3 separate regions of the Mus musculus genome follow, and all the other regions are linked to region 2. Evidence: chromatin contacts called from public HiChIP or PLAC-seq data. All regions are on one chromosome and are shown on one strand. The core of a region is the stretch at or near the end of the contact, and the rest is flanking DNA. Distances in the headings are between cores, read along the strand shown. Region 1 overlaps Man2a1 (mannosidase 2, alpha 1). Region 2 has its middle 23 kb from the start of 4930583I09Rik. Region 3 overlaps Man2a1 (mannosidase 2, alpha 1).

Region 1 (4,126 bases), core at 340-2,839, 140 kb before region 2:
TACCCGATTGGGCATCCCTTCAATTTTGTTAAAGGCAAACAGTTGAAAACTATATTTGACAGAAGTATTTGATGGTCGTTTACAAATCGAATCAGACACCGATATCTCAAATTATATTTGCTTAGCACCTGTGTAAGTGGGAATGGGTGAGAAGTGTGCTTCCATCCCACACTACCTACTCTCCTTCTCCCCTCCTCCCTTCTCCCTCCTCCCTCCCCCTCTCTTCTTTGTGCCTCCTTCTAATTGTGTTGGGAGAAGAACTATACAGAGTGGTAGAAAGGTTTATAGATGGTTTATAGATGTGTGGTTCCATGGCAGGATTGTTTTGGACAGATGAACATAGAATGATTTATGAACTCCCTGCTTCTTTGGAGGGAGCATGTCTGAGAACTGAACGGAAGTGGGTTGAGAGTAAGCCTCAGGACCCAGTGGGCTCAGCTCTCTGCTCTTCTGTCTTTAGCCAGGACAAGTCTTGGGCATGGGGAAAGTGCCAAGGAGACTAGGAGACAAGCTCCTGTATTGTCTTCCCAGGCCAGGGCTCTGTCTCTTGCCTGTCTTGTGCTGCTGCTGATTTGAAGACTGCAGCTGTTTGATGTGTTATGTTCCTTCCCAAACCTGTTGATTCATGAACTCGTTGTTTTCTTTTGGAAAAGCAGCTTCTGGGGGGTGAGGGGTGGGGGTGGTCCTCTTTTAAACCTTCTTCAAATTCATCATTCTTTATTGCTCCCATCTTAACCAACATTTTGCACTTTACCCCCTTACGAAGTACGTGCTTCTGCACTTCTGTTGCCCTGGTGGCCTGGTTTTTCCCTGGGCCATTCCTCCTAGGCTCTCATGCCTGCAGTTACTGGGATGCATCTGGGTCAGGGTTTGTGCCTGGGAAAGAACTGCAGACCGCCTGAACCCCACATCCTATCCTCTCCTCCTGTCCAACCTGCTGGCCCTTCCTTCCTTCCTGATAGCCTCTTCCTGCTCCCCATTAACATGTGCTCTGGTACCCCCTCTCTGTGTGTTCTGCTCCCCTGTAAAGTCTTTTCTTCTTTATTTCATAGTCCCTTCTAGAATCTTAACCTGTCACTCTTCTAGAAACCACATAAAGAGAAAATGTGACATTTCTCTTTCTGGCTTATTTCATTTACCACAATGACTACAGGTTCACCCATTTTCATGTAAATTCTATGAATTTTTTCCTCTTTCTTAATTTTTGAAATAAATTAATAAAATTCCATTGTCAATCGATCACATTTTCTTTCTCCATTCATCCACTGATGAGTGTCTAGCCTGGTTCCATTTCTTATCCATTGTACCTAGTGCAACACTATGTATAGACACACGTCTCTCTCTCATAGCAAGTTTGGTTGTTTTGTAGATAGATAGATAGATAGATAGATAGATAGATAGATAGATAGTTTTGGTGATTTAAGTTCAAAATATTCTGAAATTTTTTCAGGGAACTATTTTAAGTCCAAAGACTTATCTTCCCAACAGCTGCTGTAGCCATGCTTCTTCTGTATGTAATTGCTCAGTCCTTTTCAGTGCAGACAGAGATGAAGAGGAAGTGGGGATAGAGACAGTCACAGTAGAAGGCCACAGTGTTTCCTGAGCCTTGGGGAGGTGGGGTGATGTAGATGTCCTGTCAGTGGGTGAGCACTCAATCACTTATGATCCAGTCAGCACTTTGAAGAGTTATATGTCTCTGCATCAACCCTGACCCACTGCAATAAAAAGCTGCTCTGATTACCGCTGAGAGCAGCACAGATCTGTGGACATTTAACACAAATGTTTAGAAGTCAGTTTCACCAAAATCTTGCTGGCATATGCAATAGTGTCTGGGTTTGGTGGCTGATTATGAGATTTTGCTGAAGGGACCCTGGTATAGCTGTCTCATATGAGGCTCTGCCAGTGCCTGGGAAACACAGAAGTGGATGCTCACAGTCAGCTATTGGATGAAACACAGGGCCCAATGGAGAAGCTAGAGAAAGTACTCAAGGAGCTGAAGGGGTCTGCAATCCTATAGGTGGAACAACAATATGAACTAACAAGTACCCCCAGAGCTCGTGTCTCTAGCTGCATATGTAGCAGAAGATGGCCTAGTCAGCCATCACTGGGAAGAGAGGCAGGCCCCTTGGTCTTGCAAACTTTATATGCCCCCGTACAGGGGAATGCCAGGGCCAAGAAGCAGGAGTTGGTGGGTTGGAGAGCAGGGCAGGGGGAAGGTATAGGGAACTTTTGGGATAGCATTTAAAATTTGAAATGTATATAAAGAAAATATCTAATGAAAAAAAGTTGCCTGCCTCCAGCCACCAGATAAATAAAGGATAATTAAAAAAAAAAAAAAAAAAAGAAGTCAGTTTCACATGACAATATAGCACAACAATAGCCTAGATCTAGGGCCCATGGCCTCCCTTACTATGATCTTTGACTATGTTTATAGCCTCAGGTGTGCATGTCCTTCTGTGGCAATCTCAAATCTAATCAAAAGAGTGGTTAGTGTTCTGATTTTCCATCAATGTCAACATGCACAGCTAGGTCATTGGAGAGAAGTCTCAATCGAAGAATTACCTAGTTAAGACTGGTATGCGAGCATGCCTGAATTAGTGATATTGAAGCCCACTGTGGGTGGCACCATTCCTCAGGCAGGTTGTCCTTGCTTGTGAGTGTATGCATGTATGTGTGTGCATGTCCCTCAGTGGTGGGTTGTACCTGCAGGTATAATATAAAATAAACTCTTTGCTGGAAGTCACATTTGGTCAGAGTATTTTACCACAGCAACAGAAAAGTAGTCAGAGCAGCACCATGAATAGTCTTGCCACTAATGTACCAGTGGGTACATCTTGCCTGCTTGTCAGTATTGTAACATGTGAGGGCCACCACTAGCTAAGATGATTGATGTCTTCTCTCTCAGACACCCGTATAGCACCTTCCAGTACTATGCAAGCGAGGCCTAGCAGGGAGAGTTTCCTGGTCAGTTTAAGATCGATTTCTCTGTGTCCTGCAGTGAAAGTCTGTAGTGTCCAGGAATCTATGGTGGGCAACCAAGAGCAATGGCAGCATCTCCCTTAATAAACTATCCCTCAGTCCCCCAATTCTGGTTTCCTGGTTTCTACATGTACTTCAGGTTAAATACACAGATGCACACCTAAACAAACAATAGATTTGAAGCTGTGGACCACATAGGAGAGGACATGTGACTTTTTTTCTAGTTGGGTGCAAGCCAGATGCCCTCATCCTTTCTTGACCTAATCAAAAGGTGGGGGCCACTTATAGGATTCTGGATTCTTTCTGGGAAGTGTTCAGGGCTCTCTTGCTTTTTTTTTTTTTTTTTTTTTTTTTTTGGTTTTTCGAGACAGGGTTTCTCTGTATAGCCCTGTCTATCCTGGAACTCACACTGTAGACCAGGCTGTCCTCAAAGTCAGAAATCCACCTGCCTCTGCCTCCCAAGTGCTGGGATTAAAGGCGTGCTTTCCTCTCATTAGATTTCCTCTGATTGGATGTGGCAAAGTGCTATGTGATTTTGCAGAGTCTGTCCCATGGGGAAAATACGCTGTGTCTTCCAGAGCTGTTCAACTGAGATGACAGGGAAGGGCCAACACCAATCTGTTCAGCACCAAGGGAGGCTGCTGCAAGTAGCTTTGGCAGGATAAGGCCAGGGGCATAGGGAGTGGACAGAAGGTAATGCAAGCAAGCAGAGGCGGTGGGTGGAAACATCATCTTTGCTGATCAGAACTGCCCCCACCACACACACACACACTGTCATGCCAAGAGTCTTTATACCTCTGTGTTCCCTGTGCCTTGCCTTCCACACCTAGGGCATACTAAGGATGGCTTCCAGCTTTGCTCTCTCAAGAGATATGTATCTTAGGTCAATAAGCTAATTCTAAGCAAATATTAAACAGCTGAGGCTTCCTCTCTCTTGCCCCCATTCTCCTGACCTGTTCTGCAGGGAAGGCCCTGCAGATACCAGCGTATTGGTCTGCACATCGGAAGCTGCTGTTCCAAAATTAGAATGTGAGAGGACCTCCTGCTGGTGACCCATTGTTTTCTTGACATGTAGGAAAATTGTCTTTCTTTCCAACTGCTTTAAAGTATTTTTATAAACACAAATAATGCATACATACCCCCTTGC
Region 2 (3,895 bases), core at 1,072-3,571:
ACTGATTGGATTAATTTTTGACTCAAACACTGTCAATGGACACCTCTCTTCTTCTAAAGAATTCAATAAGCAAGTCGGCTCCTGTGGGCCATCCTGATTGCACTGGAAACTATGTGTAAGCATTTAGAGTATGTCTTAAACAATGTGCTGTGGGTTACATTAGTTTCTCTCTTAAGAATACCATGCCTTGGATCTCTACCAAAAGTCCTGTGTGGTCAATCAGGAAGTTTTCCTCTTGCTGGCCACGATCTACATATCCTCTAAGTTTGAGCTCAGGAAATGTGATTTTAGGATTGCCCAAAGCTGCACTTCACCCACCTTGTACAGTTTTATGTAATGTACACACATCTTGATGTTCAAACAAAGACACAGATCATCCTTCTAATGTATCTAGTGACAGTCCATGTACCTTTGTATCATTCAGGATTTCTATTGCTGTGAGGAGACACCATGACCATGGCAACTCTTATAAAGGAAAACATTTCATTTGGGACTGGCTCACAGCTTCAGAGTTGTTCACCGTTACCATGGTGGGACATGGTGGCATGCAGGCAGACATGGTGCTGGGGGAAAGAGCTGAGAGTTCTGCATCATCATCTGCAGGCAGCAGAAAGAGACTGTGAGTCACACCAGGCATAGCTTGAGCATATGAAACCTCAAAGTCTGCTCACCCAGTGACATCCTTCCTCCAACAAGGCCACACCTACTCCAATAAGACCACACCTCCTAATAGTGCCACGCCCTATGGCCCAAGAATTCAGACACATGAGTGCATAGAGGCTTTTCCTATTCAAACCACCACCACAATGGTCTCTTCTCTCGTGCTTGGCTCTGTAAATCCCTTCAAATCAGCAATTCCAAACCCTCCTTCAGCAAAATGGGAGTATTACGCGAGCTTGTTTTCTCTCTTTCAAGATCATAGTCCGAGGCTTCCTGCTGTCCAGCATCTGCTCGCAACCACTTCATATATTTTCCCCCATTTCCCAGTTGTTTATGGAGAGAGGCCAGGATGAAGTCGGTTCCTCTTGTAAAGGGGAGAAGCAGAAGCGTTAATCAGCACCATGAAACTCAACTAAGAATGAAGCTTTTCCTTGAATTTGGCCAAGGAAGCTTCTGTAGTTTTTTTTTTCAGAGAATACCTGAAGTTTGCAAGCTGTATTCCCAACACAACACAAAAATATATCAACTTAGTGTAAGTTAACTTACGGGTCAAAATCACAAGAGTGATTCTTTGTCTCTCAATCTTAAAGATACAAGAATTAGATTTTTTTTCTCCTCTGAATGTCAGCTAGTCTCCCTACCCCCCACCACCCCAAAAATCCATAAGGCAGCAGATATTGATTGAACTCACTAAGTAGCCCTTCAAGAAAACTATCAAAGAATTGACAGAGAACCATGTTAAAAATATCCATGTACAGCCCAGGGGACAGATGGAATAAATAGCGGAGGGTTTTAGAAAGAAGTTTGAAATCCGTGGTGGCTGTTTTCCTTACACTTCAGAATTGCCAATCATACCCTCTAAACCGTAGTAATATTGAACTTAAAATAAAATTTGGTTTGCATATTTTTACTTCCGATATGACACACTGTAGTTAACATGGCATTTGCAAAAACAAACATCCTATTAAATAAATTGAATTAGTCATCCAGATAGCTTTTACCTATTTCCCGGAGCACTGTAGGAGACAGAAAATGATAGACTGAGTTTAACCAGTGAAGCCTGTCAACACACGAGCAGCTCCGTTCATCACCGCTCAGCTTTGTCAGGAGTGGAGTGTCAGTGTGCAGTGACTTCTATTGGCTATGTGATCTTGGCTTTCTAACTGATATTTTGCGTATTAAAGACTTCCTATCTTAGTATTTGGGGCACACGCTTGTGTGTGTGTGTGTGTGTGTGTGTGTGTGATTATGTGCGAACATATGAACCTAGTGTGTGATACTTGGAGGGATCAGAGGTCAACATCTAGTGTTTTCATTAGTTGATCTTTATCTTATTTTTTATGAGATGGGGTTTCTCATTTAAACTGGAACCCATGGAATTGGTTAGACTGGCTATGCAGCCAGCCCTCGAGTCCTTCCATCTCTACCTCCTCAGCTCTGGGACTATGGGCAGACATGGCTGTACCTGACTTTTTACATGTATGGGGGAGAACAGATCAAAGTCCTTACGCTTGAGCAGCAAGCTTTTTGCAGATTGAGCCATCTTTCTATTTGATGTCTTCTCTAGCGATCCTGTCAAGGGTTTCTTATTATATGGAAGAGAAAGGATCCCTTCTAAGCTGCTGAAGATGCATCCACCCAGAGCAGTCTCTAACCACACGAGCAGTCTCTAACCACACGAGCAGTCTCTAACCACCCAGAGCAGTCTCTAACCACACGAGCAGTCTCTAACCACACGAGCTTTCTGACCTCTGTCCACTGAACCTCAGGGTCTTGTCTTTCTCTGATAAGGTCCCACTTCCTCTATATTCTTGTATTTCTAACATCTTTAGTCTTTTCTCTTCCCCTTCCTGAGGAATCCTGAACCTAGATACTGCTCTTGCCATGAGCTTCATCTTGGCTTTGGAATCTTCGCAGGGTCTCAAGTGCCTTTCTCCTTTTAGCCTTCTCTTTGTAGTGTGATTTCCTGGCCAGTGGCCTTACACAGACTTGTACTAGAATGGGTAGAGCCCTCTACCCTTAGTCCCTAGTGTACCATCTGATCTTTTTTCTTTTTATATATGATCTTAGGGTAGACATGAACTCACAATGTAGCTCAAGCTAGCTCCACACTTGTGGTTTTCCTGCCTCTACTTTCAGAGTGCTGAAATTACAGGCGTGTACCATTACAGGTGTGTGATGTGAAGTCATTTTATAAAAATTTCTGAAAAGTTAATTACAATATCAAGACAAGGAAAAACTTCCAGTTTTTATTGTCAAAACGTAAAATAAATTAATAGAAAAAGGTGTGTGTTCAGTGTGTGTGCTTATATTTGCACATGTGATAATATGTGTGCATATTTCCATCTTTGCCACAGAAGGAGATCCTGCCATTTACAATGACACTGACTAATTTATAGGACATAATGGTAAAAGAACTAGCATACATACAGAAAGGCACCTACTATAAATTATGTTTTAAGTGAAGAATATTTTTAAGTTGAATCCATACAAGCAGAGAGTAAAATCAGTGGTTTCTGTGACAGAGAAAACAGGCAAATGAGTGGAGATGATCAAAGAGAACAAAGTTGTACAGGGAGTTGTTAAATCTGGAAATGTAGTATTTTATTTATTTATTTATTTATTTATATTTATTTATTCGTTTGTTTGTTTGTTTTTGAGACAGGGTTTCTCTGTATAGTCCTGGTTGTCCTGGAACTCACTTTGTAGAGCAGGCTAGCCTCGAACTCAGAAATCCACTTGCCTCTGCCTCCCGAGTGCTGGGATTAAAGGCGTGTGCCACCATGCCTGGCTTTTATTTTGTTATTTTTTATTTTTTGGTTTTGTAGTATATAATATAAGGGTTACAGAGACAATACTGGATTCTTAGATTGTATGCTGGTAGTTTGCCAAAGGAATAGATTCTAGGTACTGTCCAGACACAGACACAGGTACAGACACATGCACACACACACACACAGACACAGATACACATACAAGCACGTACATGCATATGCAGACACAGATACAGACACATACATACATATACACACATGTACACATATACACATATGCACACATATACACACACATATATACATACACACAGATACACACACACTCACACACATACATATACACATACATTCACATACACACATATACACACACATATACAATATACACAGACACACACCTACACTCTCACACACACTCACATACACATACACACATACACAAACATATACACACATGC
Region 3 (3,908 bases), core at 849-3,348, 240 kb before region 2:
CCCAGGCGCTGGGAAGCCCTGCTGTCAGTCTCAGGCCGAGCTGGGAATCCATTGCAGAGAGTCCTGGAGATAAAAAGCTTGAAGGATCTGTTGCTGTTATCTAGATAACAAAGCAGGGATTTGCTCTGTCTACGTTTTTTACCTCATCAGGCCTTTGGTGACAGATGTTGCTCCACATGAGAGCTGATCTTCCCCACTCAGCCCACTGGCCCAAGGTTCTTTAAAAATGCCTTCTAGACACAGAGCTAGTCCTGTGATGCTACTCAGGGTGACATGCTTGGATTGTCCCTTTTGATAGAAGAAGGGAGGGTCCCAGCACCGATTAGCAGAAGCTAACCAAGCTACGAAGTACAGTAGATGGCTGGATTTTGCCCCTTTTCAAGATCCCTTGGGAGTCCAGTTTAATGGCATCCTGGTGAGCCATGTCTTGTAGTTAAGGGAGGCACAGGGGTGTGGCTGACTTTTAAAGATGCAGATAGTGGGGCTGGAGAGACTGCTCACCCTGGGTTCTTCTCTCAGCACCCACACAGTGACTCAGCTATGTGTACCTCCAGTACCAGGGAACCTGATACCCTCATCTGTCTTCCCTGGGCATCACACACATGTGGGGCAGAGTCATACATGCCGTCAAAAATCTCATACACATAATAATAAATTAATTTAAAATTTAAACATATTAGACTACATTATGTCATAAGCCTATGAGACCGTCTGCTTCCCGTCGGTTGGAGTAGGAGAACTGCCACACCACTGGGCATGGGGAGTTTGAACCTGCAGCCTTGAGAGGATTTCCCCAGGAGTGAAGCCTCGGAGGAGATGACAGAGGTGGGCTTGGGCTTAGAAATTGGGAGGACCCTGGCCTCTGCTTGTGAGGCCTCTGAGCTGTGGAAGGAAAGACAGCCCTCTTTGCAGGTGAAGCCTGAAGGAAGAAGATGCACAATCAGCCGTGCTTGAGTGGTCACAGTAACTCTCGTCGCCAGCAGCCCGTGTCCTCCCTGGGGCAGATCATTATGTAATGTGTTAAGAGTTGGCTGTGGACAGTGATGGATCTCTTTCCTAGGATGGAGTGGGCACCGATCCTGGTCTACCTCGTTGTAGACTCTAAATTAGCTCTGCCCAACGTCTTTGATATGTGCCAGCTTTTCCCTCAGCTCTTCTCTTTCACCACTAGCAGAGAAAAATCAAATATGACCTTCTTCCCCCTCCCCGGCAGAACAGGGCTGAAGATGCCTCCCCATAGAACTGATTAGCAAATCAAAGGATAACACGCTTTTCTCACCAGTGGGTTTCTTGCCCTACAGAAAACTGTCTTTTTCAGTATTCCTATCAGCATTCTTTGACCTGTCAGCGTAATTGAAACATTATCTATCATTTCTGTTTCTTTAATGCACACCACAGGTACATCCCTTCAGGCCACACCATTTCCTCCCAGCCATGTGGGTGGAGTTTGCCTATGAGGTATATGGTAAGGATTTTGGCTGTTTGGAGGGAGACCTTATTCCGGTGTGTAATATAATTTAAAAATGGTTTTCATTAGACCATTAATGCTGACAGAGCCTCAGGGCACACTCTTCTACCCGTACTTAAGTTACTATAGAACCCTGGGCACTGGTTGTTAATTGTATCTTCAGAGCTATCATGAAAGTGAAAGCCACCTTTAATGTCTGTTGGCTCCCTCTTCCCAAACCGTAGCAGGTGATGTTTATACTGAGTCTTTCTCTGACACGGAGGGTTTGGGAGCAAGGCCCATAGCAGAAGCTTTCCCTAGACTGCTCCTTGCCCTCCTCACTGTGAGTGTTGAGCTACAGTGGGCAGCTGGGCTAAGGATGTGGGTCCAGGGGGAACCTCGTCCAAGCACAGAGAACCTTGGAGAGGTGTATCATGCTCAGGCAGCCTCGCATAGTATCGTTAAAAGCTCTGAGAGCACACCAAAGCTTCATTTTAGGGAGATAGTGCGACAGCTCTGAAGGTCTGATTCTGCACAGAATGGGGACTTGCTTGATTGAGACCTCGGTGCTACGATGGCCTCTGGAGGGAGTTTCGGTTTCGAGACTGGAACTCCTCAGCAGGATGAGTCAGAACAATTGTAGGAAGCTCCAGGCTGTTCTGATGTGGTCATGTGTGAAGAATCTCCCCATTTGTTCCCTGTAACTATGGAAGTGTGGACAGAGACACCGTGCGTTTGACTCTCAAGCCTTTTTATTCTTTCGGGTTCCATGGGGAGCCACAGCAGAAGAGGGCTTTAGGTCTTTGCATAGCACAGAACTGCTGGCCCTCATAGCCAACACTGATGTGGCCTTCGTTGGTATGGCGGGCATGGCCAGCCTTTTTCCAGTGTACTGGCATGGCCATGGTATTACAATCTACATGTTTATACTCTGGAATTGTACACTCTAGTTATAAAAACAGCCATACAGGAAACCTCATCATGTTAGAGGCAGTTTAAACAAATAAGCTTTTTGTGTTGGGCCACATCTATAGTTCTGCGCTGCAGGCTGGAGGCTCCTGGCTACCTTATCACTAAAGGGCTCTGGTGATCTGGAGCCCACATGATTTCTCTCTCTTCTAGGTATGATCAGAGAGTCAGTCCTGTGTTGAGACCCTAGGTCTCCTTGGCTATGCTGTGTCCTCTTTGCACTTTATCTGCCTACCCAACTTTATGAGTATAATTAAATCTTTGACTCACTGTTAAACCAACAAATATTCACAGTAGGTTAAAAACAATGTAGGTTTTAGTTAGATGTTTTGTCAAAATTGCACCATTGTAGATATTATGTCTTTCCTTTTGCTTCCTCCAGGTTGTCAATTTTCATCAATATTCTATTTAGATAAGTTTGTGTAAGGTCTTCAGATTTTGTTATTCATTAAAAAATTACTTAGAAGCTGGGCATGGTGGTGCACGCCTTTAATCCCAGCACTCGGGAGGCAGAGGCAGGTGGATTTCTGAGTTCAAGGCCAGCCTGGTCTACAGAGTGAGTTCCAGGACAGCCAGGGCTACACAGAGAAACCCTGTCTAAAAAAAAATCCAAACAAAACAGAACAAATTCTATGATGGGTGTTTTAACTGCACGTGTGTCTATACCACTTGCATTTCTGGTGTCCACCATTGGGTCCCCTGGTACTGGAGTTACAGATGGTTGTGAGCCACCATGTGAGAGCTGAGAATCAAATCCAGGTTGTCTGGAAGAGTAGATAGTGCTGTTAACCAGAGCCATATCTCTGGTTCTTTCTTCTTACACTTATTAAAGATTTTTTTTTAATTTTATTTTAAAGTGTATGTTTGTGGTGTGTGCGTATGCATGTGTGTTGCTTATAATGCTATCTTGTATATTCAAACACACACATACATACACACACATGTATGACAGTATATATCTTAGGTATTTTTGTCTTCCCACCGTGTGGCATTCTTCCCAACCCTAGACTTACAGTTCAGAGCAGTTATTGAGAAACATTTTACAAATGCATGAATATCTTTCCTGTACTTGGAACTGAGCATCCAGGGTTGAACAAGTCAGAGATGGATCTTCCTGCCATTAGCTGCAGGAATTGGGAAAGCAAGGTTGTAAGGATGTCAAGCTTTTTAATGTGGGGATCAATTAAAAACAAAAATGCCCTGCATGTCACACAGCATAATAAAAGCACCCTGACTGGCTTATTAGGGCATGCTTATGTCTGTGGCAGTTAAGAGTTGATGAATTGATTTTTTTCTAGATTGTTCAGTATGTGTTAACAAAGGGAGGTAGAGCACTCTCATTCAGCTTGTATGGTTTTTGACCCTGCAAATTAACCCCAGTCTATTTTGCTTAAATTTCAAACTTCACTCTTGAATATAACATGTATCTGCAGTAGTGGTTCTAGAGGCCCTAAGATCGGTTAGGCCTGGATTTGGGGAGACAAGGAAATCA

The links. HiChIP or PLAC-seq counts read pairs in DNA pulled down with a chosen protein or histone mark.
Region 1: a contact with region 2 is called in an H3K27ac HiChIP or PLAC-seq map of CD8 T cells, with 5 times the contacts expected there. The contact joins two enhancer-like sites. A contact is called at or near these places in 3 of 484 Hi-C or Micro-C datasets (embryonic stem cells, hematopoietic stem and progenitor cells and nephron progenitors), 1 of 115 datasets of contacts at active chromatin or transcription factors (CD8 T cells) and 2 of 9 other capture datasets (adipose tissue and liver).
Region 3: a contact with region 2 is called in a CTCF HiChIP or PLAC-seq map of CD8 T cells, with 5 read pairs. The contact joins two enhancer-like sites. A contact is called at or near these places in 1 of 39 promoter capture datasets (HPC-7-derived erythroid cells), 1 of 15 datasets of contacts at CTCF or cohesin (CD8 T cells), 6 of 484 Hi-C or Micro-C datasets (ECoMG myeloid progenitors, the HPC-7 cell line, bone marrow-derived DN2 thymocytes and 3 more) and 3 of 115 datasets of contacts at active chromatin or transcription factors (bone marrow-derived macrophages, embryonic stem cells and memory CD8 T cells).

The regions. Positions count from the first base shown.
Region 1 is chr17:64,721,777-64,725,902 of GRCm38.p6, forward strand. All of the region lies in intron 16 of Man2a1 (mannosidase 2, alpha 1), which reads left to right. Among named protein-coding and RNA genes, the nearest start is that of Dreh, 43 kb to the right of the region's middle. Within about 2 kb of position 1,590, at least 29 of the 459 cell types and tissues checked have an H3K27ac peak or open chromatin away from gene starts, as enhancers often do. A contact at or near this core is called in CD8 T cells, where this site is marked.
Region 2 is chr17:64,856,645-64,860,539 of GRCm38.p6, forward strand. No RefSeq gene overlaps it. Among named protein-coding and RNA genes, the nearest start is that of 4930583I09Rik, 23 kb to the left of the region's middle. Within about 2 kb of position 2,322, at least 33 of the 459 cell types and tissues checked have an H3K27ac peak or open chromatin away from gene starts, as enhancers often do. A contact at or near this core is called in CD8 T cells and memory CD8 T cells, where this site is marked.
Region 3 is chr17:64,620,398-64,624,305 of GRCm38.p6, forward strand. The region is part of intron 1 of Man2a1 (mannosidase 2, alpha 1); the gene reads left to right. Among named protein-coding and RNA genes, the nearest start is that of Man2a1, 21 kb to the left of the region's middle. Within about 2 kb of position 2,099, at least 106 of the 459 cell types and tissues checked have an H3K27ac peak or open chromatin away from gene starts, as enhancers often do. A contact at or near this core is called in CD8 T cells and memory CD8 T cells, where this site is marked.